Regions from separate parts of the Sander lucioperca genome. Here region 1 is linked to region 2. Evidence: chromatin contacts called from public Hi-C data. All regions are on one chromosome and are shown on one strand. The core of a region is the stretch at or near the end of the contact, and the rest is flanking DNA. Distances in the headings are between cores, read along the strand shown. Region 1 holds the start of si:dkey-12j5.1 (probable assembly chaperone of rpl4). Region 2 holds the start of glipr2l (GLI pathogenesis-related 2, like).

Region 1 (4,170 bases), core at 1,068-3,567, 160 kb before region 2:
TGTCTGTGTGCTAGTATGTGGGCTTTGTCCCTTGGCCCACGTCACCAGGCAGAACCCTGTAGAGGGGCTGAAGCAGGCAGACTCCAGGATTTCACTCAGCGTGGAACACAGTGCTGTTTTCTGCTCCTCTTCTAACATATAAAAGCATAAAAGATGCATGATTTAACAAGCCACACATAAATCAATAGCAAACAATGATTTGGATTTTCCTGTCTACCTGTCATCTGTCTCCAGTTGGAACTTTCTCTGTTGAAGAGAATGTTCTTTAAGAGGAAAGCCTGTAAAGAAACACAAACTCAGTCTCTGAATTTGCAAGAAATAGTCTTGAGCAACAAATAAACTTGGGGAAGGTGTACATTTTGAAAGACTGCAATGTTGCAGACTAAATCAACCCATTCCCATTTAAGAACTACCATCCGCTGAGCATGTAGGAGGTCTGTGAAGGCTCAATAGGGAATATGCTGGAAACTGACACTTGGCCCTGATAATACTGCATGCTGATAATACTCTAGGTGGAACTAGACCATACCTGGACAGGTGCAATGACAGCACAGGGTCCTCCTTCAAACTGCTCCAGTGCTGTTTGCTCATTCTCACTAAAAACAAATCCTGTGGTAAAGACACAGGCAAGACAACCTTAAAAATGTTCACAGCTGAAACAAATAAGTCATTATTTAGACAATTTTACCATGCACACATTAGAAAGCCACATGTGCATGCATGCTCACATCTAAAGCCACATAGCAAATTCAGGCTAAACTCTAGAGCAGGAGTGATCATGTGCAGTATTCATAGTAACCACATACACAACAGCAGGGTATTTTGCTGCTTATCTGACCTTCAGCTAAAGGTGTGGATCTAATGAAATAAATTACAGACATTTCGGTTGTACTATTTTGGTTAGAATTATAACCTGGATACACTTGGCTCTTCACTGCACATGGGTGAACAACCCTGTTTTTGAGTAATGTGTGGTGTGTTTCCGGTTCTGCAAAATCACTTTCATTCATATCATTATACTGAGACAAAGCATCATACCTTGGCTCCATCTACGGAAGATCGAGGCAGACACTCCTCCACTGGAGGGTCTCCCCCAAACCAAATCCACCACCTCTTTATTTAACTCCGACATGACAATTGTTTAGTGCTGGTGAGTCCACAAACACAAGATAGGTCTCTTGAGGCCAACTTGCAAGCTCTTTCCTAGGTCGATGTTCCACTTCTCTCGGCAGGTTGAGCCTGTGGCATTGGCCACAAGCTACCTGTGTTGCACAACACAGACTGACTCTAGCGGCTGGAGGCAAACTGGCGGGTAGGAATGACATCAACGTAGCCACACCAGTCTGCAAAGTACAGAAGCATTATACGCTAAGGTTACTGGGGGTTACTAGGGAACACAAGCATCGATAACTTAATTGCATATCTAAAGCGACAATGGCGCGACATAGCTAGTTTATAGATCAGTGTGACGTTAATACTCGCTCGTATTATTAACAAACGAGAAAGCTAACATTTACGTTAACGTCAAATAGTAAACGTTAACGTTACCCGGATGGTTAGTAATATAAGTAACGTTGCTGACAGCAGGATTAACGGATAACGTTAGCTTTTCTTGCGGCGGCGTTGTTACCTTGTTAAACTGTTGTGAAATAACTATAACGTAGGTTTTAAGAGCGGAGATGGCTTGGTAATGTCAGCAGTTAGCATTAGCATTACCACTAGCAGCTAATATTCCATTGCTTTGTCATTCAATTTCTTCTCACACTGCAGCGATGCTGAAAAGTTGTTGTATCAATTCATAATATTTTTCATTAGTTAGATAACGTTAAAGCCTAATTACCTTGATACACAGTCGAGTATTGGGATTCCGTATTGATTATATATTTTGGTAGCAATTTCATTATCAACAGCAGCGTCTCTGTCATTCGTTTATTTACAACAGAATTGTAAAAAAAAAAAAAAAAAACTCGTGACTGCCCATTGGTTGAAATCCAGAAAGTACCACATACGTCAAGGGGTACAGCTTCAACGCGTTACCTCAATGGACAACAGGCTTGTCAATCATATCGAGCACCCGCCCACAAACAGGGAACCGTTTAATTCATTTAAAGCCCGCCTTAAGTAATCAGCACCTCGGAGAAAGAAAATATAAATGGGATTTTAAGCTTACTTCGGTGTTAAAGCATACATTTAAAACGCGATGTCTAACAATGTCGGACTGTATAAATATCCTATTTTGCTTTAGTGTAATAAAGGTTATTTCAGAACCGTTAATATTTTGTCCGCTACCTCTCTCCGTAGCAGCCACACAGTCACTGCTTAGAGCATGCGCACTGCACCCCTAGCTCAACCGTGCTTGCTTTCCACGCGTGTAGATTCCTATAGCCTATGGTAGATTCACACTTTGGGAAAAGTCTGTTTAGAAGACAAATTGTGAAAATATAAGCTGTATTTTTCACCACTATGGGTGGACAGGCAAAGGGAAAAAAGAAAAGCAAGCCGAAGAGGAAGGAGAACCGCCCAAACAGTAATTTTGTTCAGTGGTTCAACACATTTGCTAGCTAGTTATTTACAGTACAGCAGTTAGTCGGAATTTACCTGATGTGCTTTGATTTAAACTCTTTAGACTATTAGACTAAATATGAGACTAAACTAACGTTGACTCTCCACTTATTTAATCACAGCAGATGCAGGGTTTGTTGGATTGTCACCTCAAGAAAGGATGAAACTAAGAGTACATGAAAAAGCCAAGAAGAAGACAGCTGAGAAGTACTCTGTGCAACAGCTACTAGAGAAGGTGATATTGACAAGATATCTACAACAATACACGACCTAGATTTTTCCTGCCTTTCGAAATGTATTTTTTGTTCATCATCGATCATCTGCTGCATGTTTGTTATTATATTGTGTGATCATCTGTTGTACAGACAGAGGAATGCATGGACAGTTTTGACTTTGAGATGGCTGGTCTTTTCTGTCAACGAGCCCTGGATGTGGACTCCACCAACCTGCTAGCTCTAGACATGCAGGGACACATCTGCTCTGAACTAGGAGACACACAGAAAGCTAAAGGAATATCCTTTGTGCAGGTTTTGTCTTTCTTGTTGCTTGTAACTCAGTCATTTTATTTAAGCACTCTTATATTTCCATGTTGATTGAGTGGAGTGAACCTCCTTGACCAATTATCTCTAAGCTTTTCTGCGTGCAGTGGAGCTGAGCCCAGATGTAGGCCACAGTAAGTACATGTACCTGGGACAAATCCACACAGGCCAGGAGGCTGTGGACTACTACACTAAAGGAATACAAGTCCTTCTGTCGGCATTGGACAAACAAGCACAGACCACAGTGAGTGCACTCCCATACACACTCACATTCCCTCTATGCTTATAGATACTCTACATCAACTTACATGTTTGGGTAATTGTATTTATCTTCACAAGAGGGTGCTGTTGAACAATATATGAATTACTTATCTATCTATCTATCTATCTGTCTTTATATCTATGCAGGCATGCATGTCACCTTGTCATAACAAAGATCTATCGAGTTGTGTCAGTTCAACTGAATGACCGTCAATAAATTCATCACATGATAGCGGACATACTTAGTGCATAGTTATTATGGTTACCTGTAGTGATTCATGACTTATTCTTAAAAATGTAAGCACCATCATGTTACTCACATACAGCAATGTAATAGACAACTCTTCCTCAGTTAAAACAACACAAAATTCAACACTGATACAAGCGGGACAAAATTATCAAAATAGGGTCTAGCATTGTCTAAATTTTGAATATCTTCAAAAGAAGACCAAATATTTGATTCCTGTACTCCTGTATTTGGGGACATAAGGCATAGCTACAAAGTGATTCTGCATCTGATGACTTTCTCAAACACTTCAGACATTCTCTGAGCTTCTTATGTGGATCATTACAGCACTGAACTGAGAGGGAAATCCTCCAGAGTCCAGAGGATTTTTTTTGATTTTGGATACTCTTTTGTTTTCCCTGTTCAATAGTAGAAAACTACTAACTAAAGAATTTGCCCACGTTACCTAATACTTTTGTTCAAAGTAAGTATGCATCCACATAATCTATAAGTATACAGGGCACAAAATAATAATGTAATAATAATAAACCTGTAATATTAAACGAGAAATAATCTGATAGA
Region 2 (4,339 bases), core at 625-3,124:
CCTGTGGTGTTGTGGTGCAATGATGTATCAGTAGTTCAGACATCGATTATGTGACTTAGTACCCTGACCCTTATCTGTAGGATTTTTTTAATGATGACTCAAGAAATCACAAGTAAAAATGATGATTGTTAGACCACTTTTAAAGCTGACAAATATACTGCCCAACAACTAACAACTTAACATGACTCATTTACAAAGCTGTCTTTGGAATTATATAGATTGTATTGACAGCATGAATTGATGACACATAGAAGTGGTATACATCATCTGAAAGTTGGGAACCTGAAGAGTTTTTATTTTTATTTTTGGGTTAAATCCATTTATTACACAGATTTGCTGCAATATTTAACCATTTCTGACCACTTGAGAATTGATTAAAAAAAAAGATTTAAGAATCCCTCCAGAATACCACAATAAGACACTAAGACCTTAAGGAACACCATAGAAAAATCCATGCTGTGATTTGGTATCACAAACATTTGACATTTGGAGATTTCAAATAAATGAAGAATTGCATTTATCAGTGATTGGATGGCGACCACTTCTGTTTAGGAAATTGCTCAGGGGCAGCAATTGTATCAGGGTGGCCATGGCCACCCCTTGAGGGCGCCATTGAGCATGCAAAGTACAGCTGAGGATGATGGAAATGTGATGATGTGGTAAAATAATAGTAAACCAAAGTATTGAGATTTTGACGATATGATAGCTCCTAGAAGAAAAGTCAAGGGATCACTAAAGTAAGTAGGATACCTCCCCTGGTGATCATGGATCCCTGTACACAATGTCATGACATTCCATGTCATAATTGTTAAGATATTTCAGTTTGGACCAAAGTGACTGTAGTGTGTGTGTGTTTATTAACTTTGATTGATTCAAGCCTAACAAAGTGATAAACTCACATTCACAACTGGGAGATTAGCAATCAAGCATCAGCATTCTACTGTTACACGTTTAGCAGTTTCATCAGAACACTTTGGTGCTGACACAATGATGTCTTATTGATTTTAAGGGTGTAAAAAAGGACAAAGTACAATTTCATTTTTCATACATTCTTTATACAAGCTGTAGCCTGTACAAAAAGTGGAGACACAATTTCAAAAGCTGAGTTATGAGATGCACAGTAAAATATGAGATAATCCATTTTGAGGTTCTGTTACACACCAGTCCTGCCTTTGTTAAAACAGGTGTATTTTTTGTTGTTGAAATAATAGATATCCCAGTTCGTAAATACTATTAAAGTGCAGAGGGAAGCATACTTCATGCAGACAAAACAAATAGTAGAAACCTGTTCTGCAGCATGATGGATGATGATTCTGCCTCTCCCTGTGTGTCAACTGCAGTAGGTAAATTGTTCACTCATTGCTTTTTTTTATCCAGAGTGGAGGTTAAGGGATCACTCATTTACAATTGGGTGTGTGGGGGTAACTTATTGACACAGAAGTTTCTGAAGACAATGTTGAAGCACCTTGACGATATCAGCATTAGTAAAAGTGAAAAGGTGTTTTGAAAAAGTGAGCATCATGTACAGTACAGTATACACTGTGTGGCCTATCTCAAAGTTTGCTATTGTCTTCTGTTGCACAGCACAATGATGCATCATTACAGTGTGAACTGTGAGAATAGCCACTGTCTCGGTTACAGTTGCTAGGAGTAACATTCTCTTGTCCATGGCTACCGAGTTACAAGAATCTCAGAGCCATATATGGGCATGTGTCTCACAGAGATGATGTCACCAACGTCTGCAGGGGCTCCCTTCTCATTTGTGGGAATGTAAAGACAAGGAGTGGGTGTGTACTCCTCTGAGCCATACAGATATATGTAGGGAATGCAGATAGTGGTGTTTGTGGCTTCAACAGAGACAGACAGGTTTAGTTAAATGAAGTGAAACAAAACTTGAGGAAGAAGCATGTTACAAAATAATCTTCACAACTAGATACATAGCTAAAGGGGAAGTTTGCTGCTGTACGTTCAAGGTTGAATGAGACAGCAATTGAAGGAAAGGCCCCCGAAATAACGGCATTGGCAGCTGTTTCAAAGCATCAGCATTAGATAGACAGCAGTAAAGGAAGAAAGAGAGAGGGAGCAAGCAACAGAGAAAAAGAGAGGAGGAGCAAAAAAAACAAGTCAGGGGAGAGGCTGCTTTCTTTCAGTGCTAAGAGTGTTTCTGATCTTACTGAAGGCTTCCTGTGTCAGCACCATGGGGAAGTCAGGTAAGTGGAAACTGCACCCTGAGAATATTAACTCTGATTGTATCCATTTGGCCGGAGTTATAACTTGCTTGTTTACTCTATGTGTTTGTGGGCTTTGCTATCTTTGAAAAGTAGGACAAGGCAATGCAAACTTGCAAAAGAAAAGACTAAATTCTTTTCCTTTCAATGAAATTTTAAAATAAATTTTACTGATCATTAGTTAAGATTCATATTGCAGCAGGCTGAGTCGATGCTGGCTGTTAGGCAGCACTGGTATTTGTATTGTTTGTGTGTGGCTATTTCAATGTGCCTATTGTGTAAGCACTCAAGAGATTGTGGTAGGCTACTTATGAAAAGCCCAGTGAGTGATAGGCACCGGGCAGAGAGGGGGGTGATGTGGATGACGTTTTCTTCTCCATCGAGTAATACTCACTGTCTGAGGTCAGTCAGTCTTCAGGTGGTGAACTCACACTTCAGCTCGAGTTTGTATTCTGCAGCCATGCACGAATTTTCATGTTGCATCATCACGTGTCCTTTGTCAGATTTCTCTCTCTCTGGCTGCCTAACCCTTCCTGCCTCTCTCCTCTCTGTCTATCAGCCTCAAAGCAGTTTTCCGAGGAGGTGCTGCAGTGCCATAATGAGTTCAGGAGGAAGCACCAGGCTCCTCCAATGAAGCTAAGCAGCAAGTTGAGCAGAGAGGCTACCCGGTAGGTTAATACACACACTGATTAAATTAGAAACCTAATAAACAAGGACTACACGTTCCAGTCATTGTCAAACTGCTCTGGATAACAGTGACAGCTTCGGCCTAACCTGTCAAATGAAATAACAACAAAATATAATAAGATATCGAGGGTCTTGGTTTGTTTTTATTGTGATTAGCAGTTGTGTTGACAATTTCTTGTTTTGAGTAAATGAAAACTTGATCAGTGCTGTCAGGAAGGAAATAGGCAACTAACTGTCTTGGATAATAGACTTTCAGTCCATTTCCTCAAGCATGCTAATGGTGCAATATCAACAGCAACATTGGTTTGCTAAACAAAGTTTACTGTTATGATTAAAAAAAAAAAACTTTATTCCTCAGTTGCTTAACTTTAATGATACAGTGTACACTCTACATCTCTGGTAACGTGTGCCTCTTTTAAATACTGTATTTGCTGTGTAATATCTATGATGATAAATATTTGAGTTTGCAGATAATCTACCATTTAAGCGCAGCACAGTTCATTGGAACATGATGAATGGTGCTTTTACCTCTCCCTCTGTGTCAATTGGCGTTTTTAAGGCACTTACCAAAATTATGCAACGGTTTCACCCCTGTTCAGTTAAAGCCATCATTCGTTCATTCACAGCTGCGTGTTTCGAGGAAAATTTGCAGATTTATAAATATAGTTAGGATTTAGAACCTAATCCAACAAAATCAGTAACAAAAGCTCACTGGACTTGTAATTGAAGAGTTTGTCTTTTCATCCGAAAAGCATCATTAACTCTTGTGATGAGGAACACCCGTGGCATTTAACATCTGTTGTTTATCCACACCATATTTTAAATAGAGACATGATGAATAACTTACCAGGTGTTGAACCTTGTCCGTGTAGTAACACCCCCGATTGTAAATTTGAGTAAATACTGTCACTAAATCAACACTGTGTTGATAAAACCTATAGCTTAGCATGTACATTTTTGTCATTGTTCAGATTGAACTTAATGGAAATTTTGCATACACCCCTGATGGTCTTTTAACCTGTAATAATATCAACACAATACCAAAAGCAATTGTTCAGAGGAATTAGTTTCTGTGCCTGCTTTGCATATTTGCACTAGATTAAACCTGAGGTAAGGATTTGACACTGTTTATCTTGGAGGGTAGAGGACAGCACAGTGCTTTTAAAAACTGAGACTTCTGGGAAGCCTAAATCTAAAGAAGTAAAGAGCTTTAAAGTACGCCACTCACAGTGGAAATCTTTGGGTGCAGGAGTGGATTTTGTTGCAGGATTCATAGCAATTTCAACAGTGCTATCCACATCTTTCTTTGTCTCTGACTTTCAGTTATGCTGAAAGTCTGGCCAGCACACGGATCCTGAAACACAGTGTGGAGTCCAGTAAAGGGAGCTGTGGAGAGAACCTGGCGTGGGCCTCCTATGACCAAT

Evidence for each region. A called contact is a pair of places that touch in the nucleus more often than the background predicts.
Region 1: a Hi-C map of liver shows a contact between it and region 2, with 12 times the contacts expected there. The contact joins the promoter of si:dkey-12j5.1 here to the promoter of glipr2l in region 2. A contact is called at or near these places in 2 of 2 Hi-C or Micro-C datasets (liver and muscle).

What each region holds. Positions count from the first base shown.
Region 1 is chr10:27,543,548-27,547,717 of SLUC_FBN_1.2, reverse strand. si:dkey-12j5.1 (probable assembly chaperone of rpl4) reads left to right here and starts at 2,317. Exons shown (of 11, transcript XM_031299099.2): 1 at 2,317-2,527; 2 at 2,685-2,797; 3 at 2,928-3,074; 4 at 3,193-3,345. The coding sequence starts at 2,464. mindy3 (ubiquitin carboxyl-terminal hydrolase MINDY-3) reads right to left here and starts at 2,050. Exons shown (of 17, transcript XM_036006706.1): 1 at 1,841-2,050; 2 at 1,039-1,343; 3 at 530-609; 4 at 218-278; 5 at 1-131. The coding sequence starts at 1,132.
Region 2 is chr10:27,382,728-27,387,066 of SLUC_FBN_1.2, reverse strand. glipr2l (GLI pathogenesis-related 2, like) reads left to right here and starts at 1,874. Exons shown (of 5, transcript XM_031299115.2): 1 at 1,874-2,210; 2 at 2,788-2,896; 3 at 4,239-4,339. The coding sequence starts at 2,198.